2 separate regions of the Sus scrofa genome follow, and region 1 is linked to region 2. A link is a contact called in public HiChIP or PLAC-seq data. All regions are on one chromosome and are shown on one strand. The core of a region is the stretch at or near the end of the contact, and the rest is flanking DNA. Distances in the headings are between cores, read along the strand shown.

Region 1 (5,829 bases), core at 2,491-4,990, 100 kb before region 2:
TATGACCAAACAGAGGGCCACAGGGATGAGGAGAAAATAAAGCATTGGATTGGTTGGTTGGTTAGCAGGTTTTGCAAAAGGAATGGATTGAAAGGAAGGGGAGAAAGGCCATCTCAAATTGAGTGAGAGCCTTGAAGCCCAACTCAAAATACTGAAATGCGATGCTGAGATTAACAGGGAGGTGATGGAGAGGACTCCATCACCCCACCAAAGAAGGTTGCTTCCAAGATGTGTGACAAACATGGACACGGTTCCAAAGAACAGCTCTGTTTTCCAATGTCCCCTGACCTGAGTGCCTTCTCGGTACAGCCGTCAGCCAAGGTTCAGAACCATCCTTTGCATCAAGATTAGAACTGATTTTGTACTGACGGATTGTTAGATTAGATATGAGAAATGAAACCCTTAAAAGTTCCTAGGGTTGATGCATAAAGTCAGAGTTAGGCACTTTAACCTGTCATTTCGCCTTTAAACCCTTCGTCTCCACTGCCACTGCCCCCTGGCAGGCCATCATGCACTCTTGCAGTGACCCCTTCACAGGACTTCCTGCTTCTGGTCTCTGCCCACCTCCCTGTTTTCCCCCCTCCCCCAACACACACACACCATTCCATCATTATCATCCCGAGAGGTACCCTAGAAAACACAGACCCTAGAAAACACAGACCCTAGAAAACACTTACCTTATGCTACCAGTTAAAAATATCCATTGTTTCCCATTGGCTTCCAGATGCATTTCAGAAGCCCTTGTTTGGCATAGTCCTTTATAACACTTTCCTTCAATCATTCCCCATGTATTTTTTTGAGTACCTGCTATATGCTGGGTACCACTTAGGCACCAGGAGTATAGCAGTGAGCCAATAAAGAAAGGCGTCTTCCCTCCTAAACTTCTGAGTCTCACAGGAGACAGACAAGAAGCAAAGGTAAGTGAGCAAAATATGTCCAGTGTTGGTGGTAATGTGTAGGGAGAGAAATAAACCAGGGAAGGGGATAGAGGGTGGCAAGGAAGGACCTCCCCAGGAGGTGGACATCTGAGGAAAGACCTGAAGGAAGGGAGGCTCAGGGTCCATCCCTGGAGAGGAGTCTTCCTTTGGAGGGAACCAGACCACAGAGGCCCTGCAGAACCACAGTGAGGCTGGGGTGGCTGGAGCAGAAGGAACAGGAGGGCCTTCCTAGGTCATGAACAGGACTTTTGCATGTGCTTGTTGTGAGTTAGGGGTCAGTGAGGGCCTTGAGCAGGTGGTATGTCTCGACATGCTTTCTCTGTTATCACTTCCTGACCCTTCACACCAAAAGAGCCCTTCAGACATGCAGGTCTGTCTGCTCTGCTCCACTGTCCACCTTGGAATCCTTCAGAGCCCAATGCAAACCTCCTCTCCTTGCGTAGCCTTCTCCACGTCTCTTCTTGGGGTGCCCTTCTGCTTGCTTCCGTGCACTGGGTACATCTCTCTTGAAGCTCTTGTGTGTCTCTGTTTCTCAGTAGCTCTGAACTCTGAGAAGAAGGGGGCTTGTATATGTTTCCTGTGCCCAGCACAGTGTGTGCCCCACAGTACACTCTTAAGTCTAAGCAGAGGCGGGGAGGGGGGACAATTCTACCTATATGAGGCTTCTGAAATAAGACCTTGCCCGTAGCCTGCAAAGCCTTTTGACTCTATTTCATCATCTCCACACATAAATATAGCATGTATTTTCCCGGCCACAAAATACCCTCTGTCCTCAAAGCTGTTCTGGGAAATTGACCCCATGGTCCGTTCAAACACCATGTCCCAGCGCTGTTCTAGGCAGAACATCCCGGCCGTTCTGTGCCCTGGCTCTCAGCTGAACACCTGCTTTGGGAATTTGGCAGGATCTGGCAAAGCAGGAACATTCTCTTAAGCATATCACATTTATTCATGCATTTGAAGTGCTTTCAAATCATCTCACCAGAGACAGCTGCCTGACTTTCATGAATGCATTTTGTCACTTGATAATGATTTGAGGAGGAAGATAAATTAGGGAATCTGTAGCACTTCCCTTAAAGAATTAGAAGCCTCCACCTTTGTCCTCCCTCTGCCCCACCCAGATGCTTCAGACGGAGCCTGAACTGTAGACTCTGTGTTCAGCAGCCCGTCACTGTCGCCTGCACGCCTCTCTCCCCCCGCTGTGCCCAGCATGCCCACAAAAGCAGAGTTTTTTGGGGGTGGGAAGAGGTTAGGACTTTGCAGCCTGGAGAATGGGACACAGGAAAACCCTGTAACCTCAGCCAAGGGTGCTTTGTCCTCTGCCCCATCCACAGTCCCCAGGCTTCTCCTCACAGTGTTCTCTCCAGAAGGAATCCTGCCTGTAATGCCCTGGAGTCACGTTGTCACCTCCCCTTACAAGGTTTCTCTTGGCCAGTGTGCTGGTGAAGGAGGAGGGAGGGCAGCCAGGGAGTCCTGCCTTCTGCAGCTCTTCCCTCTCAGCTGGGCTGGGCGCTTCCATGGCCTTCCTAGGGGGCACCCTCCCTCCCTTTCCCTTTCCCCTTTTCTGGGACAAAGGAGCTCTTCAAGAACTGGTACTGTCAGCTTTAAATAAGCCACGTACGTGTGTTATGGTACCTGAGTGGCCATCATTTCTGTATTTATCAATACCGTGGGCTTAATAAAAACAGCTGTCCTGAGGCGATCTGCTTAAGATGAGGAAAGAGAAACAAAACTAGTCATTTTTGTGCCTTCTCAAAGTCATGCCTTCGTTTTCAGCAATTCTCTTTGAGCAGCATCTATCTGCCCAAAATCTGGACTTTGATCTCATAACCGCAGCCTAACTTGAAGCGTCCCAGTTGTTGCCCAGTCAGATAACGGGAGCACATGAGGATCTGATAGCATGCTCATGCTGAGCAAGCACCATTAACTTGCTCCCCTTCCTTCCTCCCTCAGCACTCAGCACTCGCACAGCACCGCTCAGCACACAAGTAAACATGAGGGCTTTTTGTAGGGTTTATGCAGAGAAGCCAGGGGGAGCCTCTGACGGAAAGCCTCATGCACAATAGGGTATAATTTCCTTTCAGCGGAAAGCTCGCTTTGCAAAAGCTGGATATCTGAGAACATGAACATCCCTCCCATTGTCAAAATGCTTAATTATTCACCTGGCACGCAAATCCAGGTTCTCGCAACCCCTCATTCCAATCCAGATGCAGACCTGAACGGGTACCAGCAAAAATCCCTAATGGTGCAGAGGTGGCCCCTCAGAGATCCATATTAAGGAGCTGCACAAACCGAGAGCCATGAAGCCCAACACCTTCCGTTCATAGAAGACTTCTTTTCTGACAGCAGAAAACACGGTGGATGTTGAGGTGTTTTGTTGGCAAAAGAAGACACCGAGGCCAGCGGAAGTCAAGGCACCTACTGAGAGGCACAGACTCAGAAGTGATGAAGGGGCCAATGCAAATGAATTGTTTTCTCCCTTGGAGAGTCTGCAAGAAAATCAAGGAGGTTCCCCTGAGTTCATATGTAGCTCAAGAAGAGGAATAGGAAAGTGCAAAAAAAAAAAAAAAAAAAAAAAAAGAGGGAGGGAAAAAAAGAAAGAAGGGGAAGAAGACACACATGTGAAAGTAGGCGTTGCTGGCAACCATACCTAGGAAGGGTTGGAAAGTGAGAGTGGAAACCTGACCTCAATTCAGAAACCAAGAGGAAGCCAGCAAAATGATTTGGAAAGGATAATCGGGTCATAATGGCAGGAAGTGAATACGGTCCACTTGGCAGGAGAATCTCAGCTGCAGGGTTTGGGGCAGACCGGCTAGAAATGGTGCTGCCAGCAACCACGTGGGAAAGCCTGACTGCAGGGTGACAGGAAGATCCCGGGAAGAGGAATTTGAGATCGAACCCCAGCACAGCAGATGACGCAGGTTTTCTGTGAACTGATACCACTGGACTGTGTCCTAGGAGAGTGACCCATGGAAAGGCCCCGTTTTCCTGACCCACCCCAGCGAGAGAGCAAGAGGGTCAGCAGCCACGGCAGTGGGGACAGAGGAGGACAGGGCTGGCCTGAAAACAGCTAGCGAGTCTCCTCTCTGGCCGCCAAGCCCTGCGCCTTTTCTCTGATGGGGAGGTTGGGAACCAGGCAACGTGCCCTGGGAAGCTTTGTGACCATGACTCTTCCCACGGTCAGATGCCACTGGCGGATAGAGGCCATCCTCCTGTTGCAAAACGGTCTCTGTTGCCACTGCCACTAGGAACCATCGTTGGCAGAGTTTCCCTGAAACCTGTCCCTACACCATATTTTAAAGTTTCTGTCTTTTCTGTTTCTCTCCTGGCATTCTCTCCACTGAAGGAGAGGAAAAAAAAGGAAGCGCGTTCCCAGGCACACCCCTGCCTGGAGGGGTGAGAGGAGGAGCAGGAAGAGGGTGCAGGCAGAAAGGAGGTGGAGAGCAGATGCATCCAGGGAGCTGACAGCCCCCCACCCCCCAGCAGGACTGAGTCCAGCTCCGCCCCTGGTCACAACTGCCCCGGGAGCAGGCTGCCTCGGGAGACGCTACATGTTGATGGTCAAGTTACTGCACCAGCTGCAGCCAAGGCTCAGGCAGAGCTCTGGAAAGATGGGCTTGACCCAAGCAGCCAATTAAACTTTCCACTGGTGGAGACTGAATCAAGAGTTTTAAAATAATACGTGAAATCTTTCCAGTTGAGCAGTTCGTTTTGTCATAACACGAAACAGTTATTGACAGAAGCACCACAGAGCAAGAGGAGAATGACTCAGGAAACTCCGGGGTGTCGTTTTGGACGGTCCCTGGGCCAGAAGAGAGCATTAAAAGGCATGGGGTGGGGGGTGCAGGTTATAAGTACCTGTCAGACCTGAGGGTCAGATCTTCCCTTCGATCCTCGCAGGGCGGGGGATAAGGGGATTTCTGCAGGTTTGGGCTGTGTGGTTCTGAGATATTATGAAACCAAGGGCTGTGCTGAAATACAACGCAAATGCTTTGGACAGTGCCAGTCCTGAGACATGCTTATGCTCTCTTCCTAACCTTTCCGGGCCGCTGGAATGTGGTGGCTGCTGTCCCTTGTGCCACGGCTGCCCAGCCACAGCCCTTGGGACTGAATGTGCTTCAGAGTCAGAATTTTTTCTTTTAAGGAAGCCCATACAGAATTTTTTTTTAAGGATGTCCATTTCTTTAAGGAAATGAAAAAAAAAAAATAGACCATAATTTATATAACACCCTAGGAGAGTCTGGGACTGCACTCTGTTCAAACACATTCTTACTTCTGCAACGATACGTATGAAGAAATAAAAACAGTCAACAGCCTCATACCCGGTCAAATTTTATGGCCAAATGAGATGAGTTCCCAGAACTTTTGGTTTGCAGAGGTTGTTGGATTGGGGAATTGCAGATAAGGAAATGCTCATCCCTGCCCCTATTTGTCCAGAGCGCTGTGGGATGCTCTCCTGGCAGCCCTCCCTTCTCCCCTTGCTTCTGGATCGCTGCCCCATCTGGTTGTCATTTGAGTTTTCAGTAGTTGGAGGAGGGTGTAAGGCAGTTAGCCACAGAGCTGACCAAACATCCAACTGAAGAGAACCCCCGGTAAAGTCAGGGAGGGCACAGAGGCGGGGGACCCAGACTCACTCACCGAACCTCTCACTAAAATAAGGGTCACTCTGAAATGTGAGCAAGGTTATATTAGGATAATTACATTGAAAGCCTTCCTCAGCCCAGCAGGAATAATCCATGGACTTTATCCCCTCCAGGAAGTATGGTGGCAGAGAATAAGAAAGCATCCTAAAAAGGTTTTGGATAAGCATGTGGCTGACAGCCCCAGGAGCCCAGATAAACCCAGCTCCAAAAGCAGCAACAGAACAAAGAGAGATGGCAACAGATCCCAAAGT
Region 2 (6,312 bases), core at 1,962-4,461:
CTCAGAAGTGTTTTGCTTCGTAGAGTTCAGCTCTCAGAGCTGTAGCATACTGGGAATTAATCCTACGCAGTCACCAAAAGAACTTTGCTGTGGTTCATGTGAGTTTTCCCCAGAAGGGCAAGCCAGCTCATTTGAGGAATGGGGACAAAAAACATCCGAGGCCCCATGCCAGGCGGGGTGAAGGGAAGGAAACAGAGTAGCAAACGTCTTGGCAGCCAGACCACGGCACACTAATCTCAGGCCCAGCCCCACCCTGGAGGTTCCCTCAATGCCAGGACCGCCTTGAGACTTCTGCTCCAGATGAGGGCACGTCCAGTTTATGGGGAAGGGACCCCCTGGGGTTGCACAGTTCACAACCTGCCCCATAGTGTGCTTTCCCTCCCTCACCCAGGCTCGCTCTGTGCTCACTGCAGGATCCCCGTCCTGGTCTCCCTGGCTCCACCTTGACCCTGTAGCAGCCTCTGCTCTGCCATCAAAGTGGAGCATCCACAATGTAGATCTGATCTCCCCTCAGCCTAGAAATTGTGTGGCAGTTTCCTGACTACAAGATCACATTCATCTTCCTTAGCGGGATGCCGGAGGCTCCTGAGGAGGGGCTGTGCCCACTTACTCCGCTTCCCCTCTAGCCGCTGGATGCACACGCGACTCTGCTCTGGTCACAGTGGACTGCTGCAGCATGCCCTCACACACATGCCACACCCATTTGTGCCTCTCTGCCTCTGTGCTCTGTTCCCTGTGCTTGCAATGCCCTTCCCTGACTGGCGGCACCCAGTCTCTGCAGCTTCTCCTGAGCTCTCCTCCCCCTACGCCTGCATACCAGACAGTCCCTTTAACTATGGTACCTTGAGTGGGTGGCATGTGGTGATGGGTGGCGGTATTGGGAGTAATTGTTTCGAGTTACTGGAGCACGGTGATAGAAAAAGCAGACCAATTTTGTTGGTTTTGTTTATGCTTTTTAAACTTCTGCCACGATTCCTTTTTTCCTTGCACTCAGGGCATGCAGTTGCCTGGAAAATAGTTACATTTTGGGAGTTCCCGTCATGGCACAGTGGAAACAAATCCAACTAGGATTCATGAGGTTGTGGGTTTGATCCCTGGCCTTGCTCAGTGGGTTAAGGATCCGGCGTTGCTGTGAGCTGTGGTGTAAGTTGCAGACATGCCTCGGATCCTGCATTGCTGTGGCTCTGGCGTAGGCTGGCAGCTATAGCTCCGGTCTGACCCCTAGCCTGGGAACCTCCATACGCTGCAAGTGCAGCCGTAAAAACCAAAAAAAGAAAGAAAGAAAGAAAGAAAGAAAGGAAGGAAGGAAGGAAGGAAGGATGGGTGAAGGAAGGAAGGAAGGAAGAAAGAAAGAAATAAAGAAAGAAAGAAAGAAAGAAAGAAAGAAAGGAAGGAAGGAAGGAAGGATGAAGGAAGGAAGGAAGGAAGGAAGGAAGGAAGGAAGGAAGAAAGAAAGAAAGAAAGAAAGAAAGAAAGAAAGAAAGAAAGAAAGAAAGAAAGAAAGAAAAAGAAAATAGTTACAATTTGACTACATCCAAAGTCCCTGACTCCTCAAGGTAGTAACTGTGTCTTTCTCATTTGGGTTTCCTCAGTGCCCAGCAGGGTGCCTGACACGCAGCAGGTGCTGCCTCCAAGCTCGTCTTGGGATCCCCAGATGAGTCCTCATCTACTCAGAGGAAAATCCATGAGGCCCTACCTGATGCAGCCTCTCTACTTCCAGGACCCTTCTGCTCTCTTCCATTCACTCTTCTCTGGCTGCACTGGCCTTGCTACTCCTTGAACAGGCCCGTTAAGCTTCCAGCACAGGGCCTTTGCTCTTCTACCTGCCTGGTCCCAGGCATCCTCAAAACTTGCTCCCTCTACTCTTTAACGTCTTTGCTTATTTTCTCAGTGAGACCATTTCTAAACACCATATTTATTTACTTGTTTGTTATTTTTAGGGCCACACCTGCGGCATAAGGAAGTTCTCGGGTTAGGGGTCAAATCAGAGCTGCAGCTGCCAGCCTACAGCACAGCCACAGCAACGCCAGATCCCAGCTACATCTGCAACCTGTGCCGCAGCTTGTGACAATGTCAGATCCTTAACCCACTGAACGAGGCCAGGGCTTGAACCCACATCCTCTTGGATACTAGTTGGGTACTTAACCTGCTGAGGAACTCCCTAAACACCCTATTGAAAACTGCCCATCTTTCATCCCTGCCCAGCACTCCCTACCCCTTTCTCAGTTTTGTTTTTTTGTTTGTGTTTTTGGTCTTTTTGTCTTTTTCTAGGGCCACATCTGCGGCATATGGAGATTCCCAGGCTAGGGATCGAATCGGAATTGTAGCCACCAGCCTATGCCAAAGCCACAGCAACATGGGATCCGAGCCACGTCTGTGACCTACACCACAGCTCATGGCAATGCGGGATCCCCAACCCACTGAGCGAGGCCAGGGATCAAACCCGAAACCTCATGGTTCCTTGTCAGATTCGTTAACCACTGAGCCACGATGGGAACTTCTCTTTCCCTGTTTTATTTTTCTCTACAGCCTGTATTAGTATTGAACACACTCTGTCTTTTACTTATTCGTTATCTGTCTTTCTCCAGCAGAGTGTCCACTGTCTGAGGGCAGTCTGCAACTACACCCTCACCGTCCCTGGTTTACGGGTTCTGCTCTTGCCTGATAACTAGGAACTGGTGGGCTCCTTCTGCGGGCCAGACCTGTGGCTGGAGTGAAAGGATGATGAATTAGCTTAGGCCCCCAGCCCTGGCATACTTCTGCCGCAAGCCACGGGGGAATTCACATCAGTCAGCATGACCTCTGTCCTACCCCTTTTATGGGAGGGTGGTGAAAGGCAGCTGAAAGGCACAGGGCAGGTAGCCTGGGAGGCTGCTGGAAGATGCCGGCACATGTGCTTTCCATAACGAGCCGCACAGCCTGCTCGGAGCCAAGAGCCTTTCACACACACGGCCCTTCCAAAAGCAAAACGGTCCAACTCCCAGGAGAGCTGAGTACCAGACGCCCGAGAAGGGCAAAGCCATGGAGGTGTGGGAACTGAGCCTAGGATCTGGAATCCAGGTTTTTCTCTAATGGCTTTTGCTCCTGTCATTCTCTCTCCCATAGGAACACGTGCCCACCTGGCTTCAGAACACTCACATCTACAGCTGGCCCAAGAATAAAAAAAATATCCTGCTGCGGCTGCTCAGAGAGGAAGAGTACGTGGCTCCTCCCCGAGGGCCTCTGCCCACCCTTCAGGTGGTCCCCTTGTGACCCCTCCACCCCTAGATCAGGCGGGCTGGCAGCATGCAGGGCTGTTGTTTTCAGTCCCTCTGGCCCCAGAAAACCTGTTCTGCAGAGTACTCTTCTCCTGAGACCTTGGGGGACTTGACTTTGAAACAGAGGCCACCAAACAGTCTGCCGTGTCCAGAATGAGCGCTCAGCACTCAGCAAGTGGATAATACCAGTGACGTTGCTGTAACTGTAAACGACCACAAACACTCTCCCATTGCTCAGAGCTACTTTTCCGCGTTAGCCCGGTGCTGGGTGTGCTCAGACCAAACTGATGCATGGACAAATAATAAAATATTGACTCTTTTGTAAACCTGCATGTCACTTATCTCAGAGGAGATAGATACATAGTAATTGACATGGACAGTTGCTTCCAGGGATATCAGTAAAGCTGCTTAAATATAATATTAGACAAATGTAACGAACTGCCTCGTACTAAAGAATTAAGGCCAGATAGTTAAACAATCCCTTTCAATTTAATCTGGGGAGGTTTATTCCTGCAGTAGAGTTTTTAAACAAAGAAACTTTGTTCCCCACCACCATGATTCTAAATAAAATCATAGTTCCTAGGGTCTGGGCTGTAGACGTCAAAAAATCTGTGTACTGTATGAAGTGACGACAGGGAATGTACAATGCAGGCTAGAACTGTGGCTTGGGAGATCTGTGTTCCAGTCTTGGGTCTGCCACTAACTAGCTATGTGACCCGGAGCAAATCTTTTCACTCTTCTGAAACTCCAGGGACTTATTTGTATAATTTCATGGACAGAAGTTTCTTTAATGACTCTAAAAGGTTTAAGACCTAGAAACTAAATTCTAAATACTCCTGAAGAACGTATGAGTTTTTCTGGAGTTCCAGTTGTGACTCAGTGGGTTAAGAAGTCAACATACTGTCTGTGAGGATTTGGGCTCTATTCCTGGTCTCGCTCAGTGGTTTAAGGATCCAGCATTGCCATGAGCTGTGGTGGAGGTCAGCACCTGCAGCTCTGATTTAACCCCTCGCCTGAGAACTTCCATATGCTGCACCTCGGCCCTTAAAAGAAAAAAGAAAAAAAAAAAAATGACTGCGTTTTCTTTTTCATAATAATCTCCTAGGGAATGGAAGCGCATTTTTTTTTTTTTTTTTTTTTACAGAAGGGACATTTTCTTCTTTTTAAAATATCTTCAATAATACCCTCACATGAATAATTTGGAAATACATATCTTGCTCATCTGATTGATAGCCAAAAAAATACAGACATATCCATATGTAAAATATGTACATGTGTGTGTGAATATAGATATTATATATAGAATATGTATAGCATGGAATTCTCTATATCCAGATTATATAATATATATATTCCATATATATTCTACACAGAACAAAGTGAAATGACTGCAGGGGGCCCAAGATAATACCCTGATCTGAACACTTTTGCAGAGTGAGACCTTCTGCTTTCCCTTCTCTGTCTACCTAACTTTTTTTTTTTTTTTTGTCTTTTTTTTTTTTGCTATTTCTTGGGCCACTTCCGAGGCATATGGAGGTTCCCAGGCTAGGGGTCCAATCGGAGCTGCAGCCACCGGCCTACGCCAGAGCCACAGCAACGCGGGATCCTAGCCGAGTCTGCAACCTACACCACAGCTCACGGCAACGCCAGATCGTTAACCCACTGAGCAAGGGCAGGGACCGAACCCGCAACCTCATGGTTCCTAGTCGGATTCGTTAACCACTGCGCCACAAGGGGAACTCCCAGCCTACCTAACTTCTTAAACAAGGCTCAATTGTGTTACAATATAGTTCAGCCCATATATGTCACCATAGGGAAGACAAATATTTATCAACTATATAAGAAGAAACTTTGCTGATAAATTGCAAAGAACACCACTTTAATTTATATTATAACCTAGATGTCTACTGGGTACAGTGAATGTAGTTTTTTAAAACTAGGAAAAGAAGGAGTTCCCATCAGGGCGCAGTGGAAACGAATCTGACTAGGAACCGTGAAGTTTCGGGTTCGATCCCTGACCTCGCTCTGTCGGTGAAGGATCCAGTGTTGCCGTGAACTGTGGTGTAGGTCACAGATGTGTTGTGGATCTGGCATTGCTGTGGCTGTGGTGTAGGCCGGCAGCTGTAGCTCTGATTCAACCCCTAGCCTGGGAATCTCCATATGCCGCCGCAGGTGTGGCCATAAAAAGCCCAAAAAAGCAAAAAAAAAAAGAAAAGAAAGAAAGAAAGAAAAAAAAGCTATATACCTGAAGTACTCATTGTGTAAGACTCTGACGAGTATCTTTAACATCATGGCATTTGAAACCTGGAAAAACGGACATACTTATTTGATTAAATTGAAATGCCTGGAAAACACCCCAAACACAATATCAAATCTTCTCTCTTTTGATGATCTTTTTTGAAGGTCAACCATCAATAAGGATTCTACACACAGTTGTAAATAAAATGGCATCAGCCAATGATTACCCTGAATGTTTCTAGGTTGCGGAGGTTTAATAATGTGATTACCTCTCCCTCCCTTCGGAGACTGGTCCTGAGCCCTCAGCCACCACTCCGCCCCCAAATGAATGATGAGGGAAGTCCCTAGGGTTCCACAAATAGTCACTATAGTGTTTCAGCTGGTAGCACTGGTAACAACAACAACAACAAAACTAAACCAAAAAAACCTACACACACACACACAAAACACACCTGGCCAAGTGATAGATCTTTGACCCCTAGAGTTTCTATGGAATCTGACGACTACGAACATCAAAGGAATTTTAACAACTATTTTAGAGCACTGACACTGAGATTAACACTTGGTTTATTTAGACATTATCCTGGTCCCCTTGCATTCATCTGCAGATATGTGGGGGGTGGAAGCGGGGTAGGGCCAACTCAGTAGAAATCACCTCAGCCTCAGGCTTGATTCAGACCTAAACTGATTTTAGAGGTGAGAATGCAAGGTTCGATTCTTGTCTGATATTTTCTAATGGAAAATGTAAAATGTAATTTTTAATTTCAGGGACCAGTTTCAAAATATCTGCCTGTTTAGTTAATTTCTATATTATTTA

Evidence for each region. HiChIP or PLAC-seq counts read pairs in DNA pulled down with a chosen protein or histone mark.
Region 1: a contact with region 2 is called in an H3K27ac HiChIP or PLAC-seq map of skeletal muscle. The contact joins two enhancer-like sites. A contact is called at or near these places in 6 of 47 Hi-C or Micro-C datasets (brain, embryonic fibroblasts, epiblast stem cells and 3 more) and 2 of 2 datasets of contacts at active chromatin or transcription factors (alveolar macrophages and skeletal muscle).

What each region holds. Positions count from the first base shown.
Region 1 is chr1:77,587,637-77,593,465 of Sscrofa11.1, reverse strand. All of the region lies in intron 10 of FYN (FYN proto-oncogene, Src family tyrosine kinase), which reads left to right. Among named protein-coding and RNA genes, the nearest start is that of TRAF3IP2, 49 kb to the right of the region's middle. Within about 2 kb of position 3,740, at least 26 of the 83 cell types and tissues checked have an H3K27ac peak or open chromatin away from gene starts, as enhancers often do. A contact at or near this core is called in skeletal muscle, where this site is marked.
Region 2 is chr1:77,484,845-77,491,156 of Sscrofa11.1, reverse strand. All of the region lies in intron 8 of TRAF3IP2 (adapter protein CIKS), which reads left to right. Among named protein-coding and RNA genes, the nearest start is that of TRAF3IP2, 53 kb to the left of the region's middle. Within about 2 kb of position 3,211, at least 9 of the 83 cell types and tissues checked have an H3K27ac peak or open chromatin away from gene starts, as enhancers often do. A contact at or near this core is called in skeletal muscle, where this site is marked.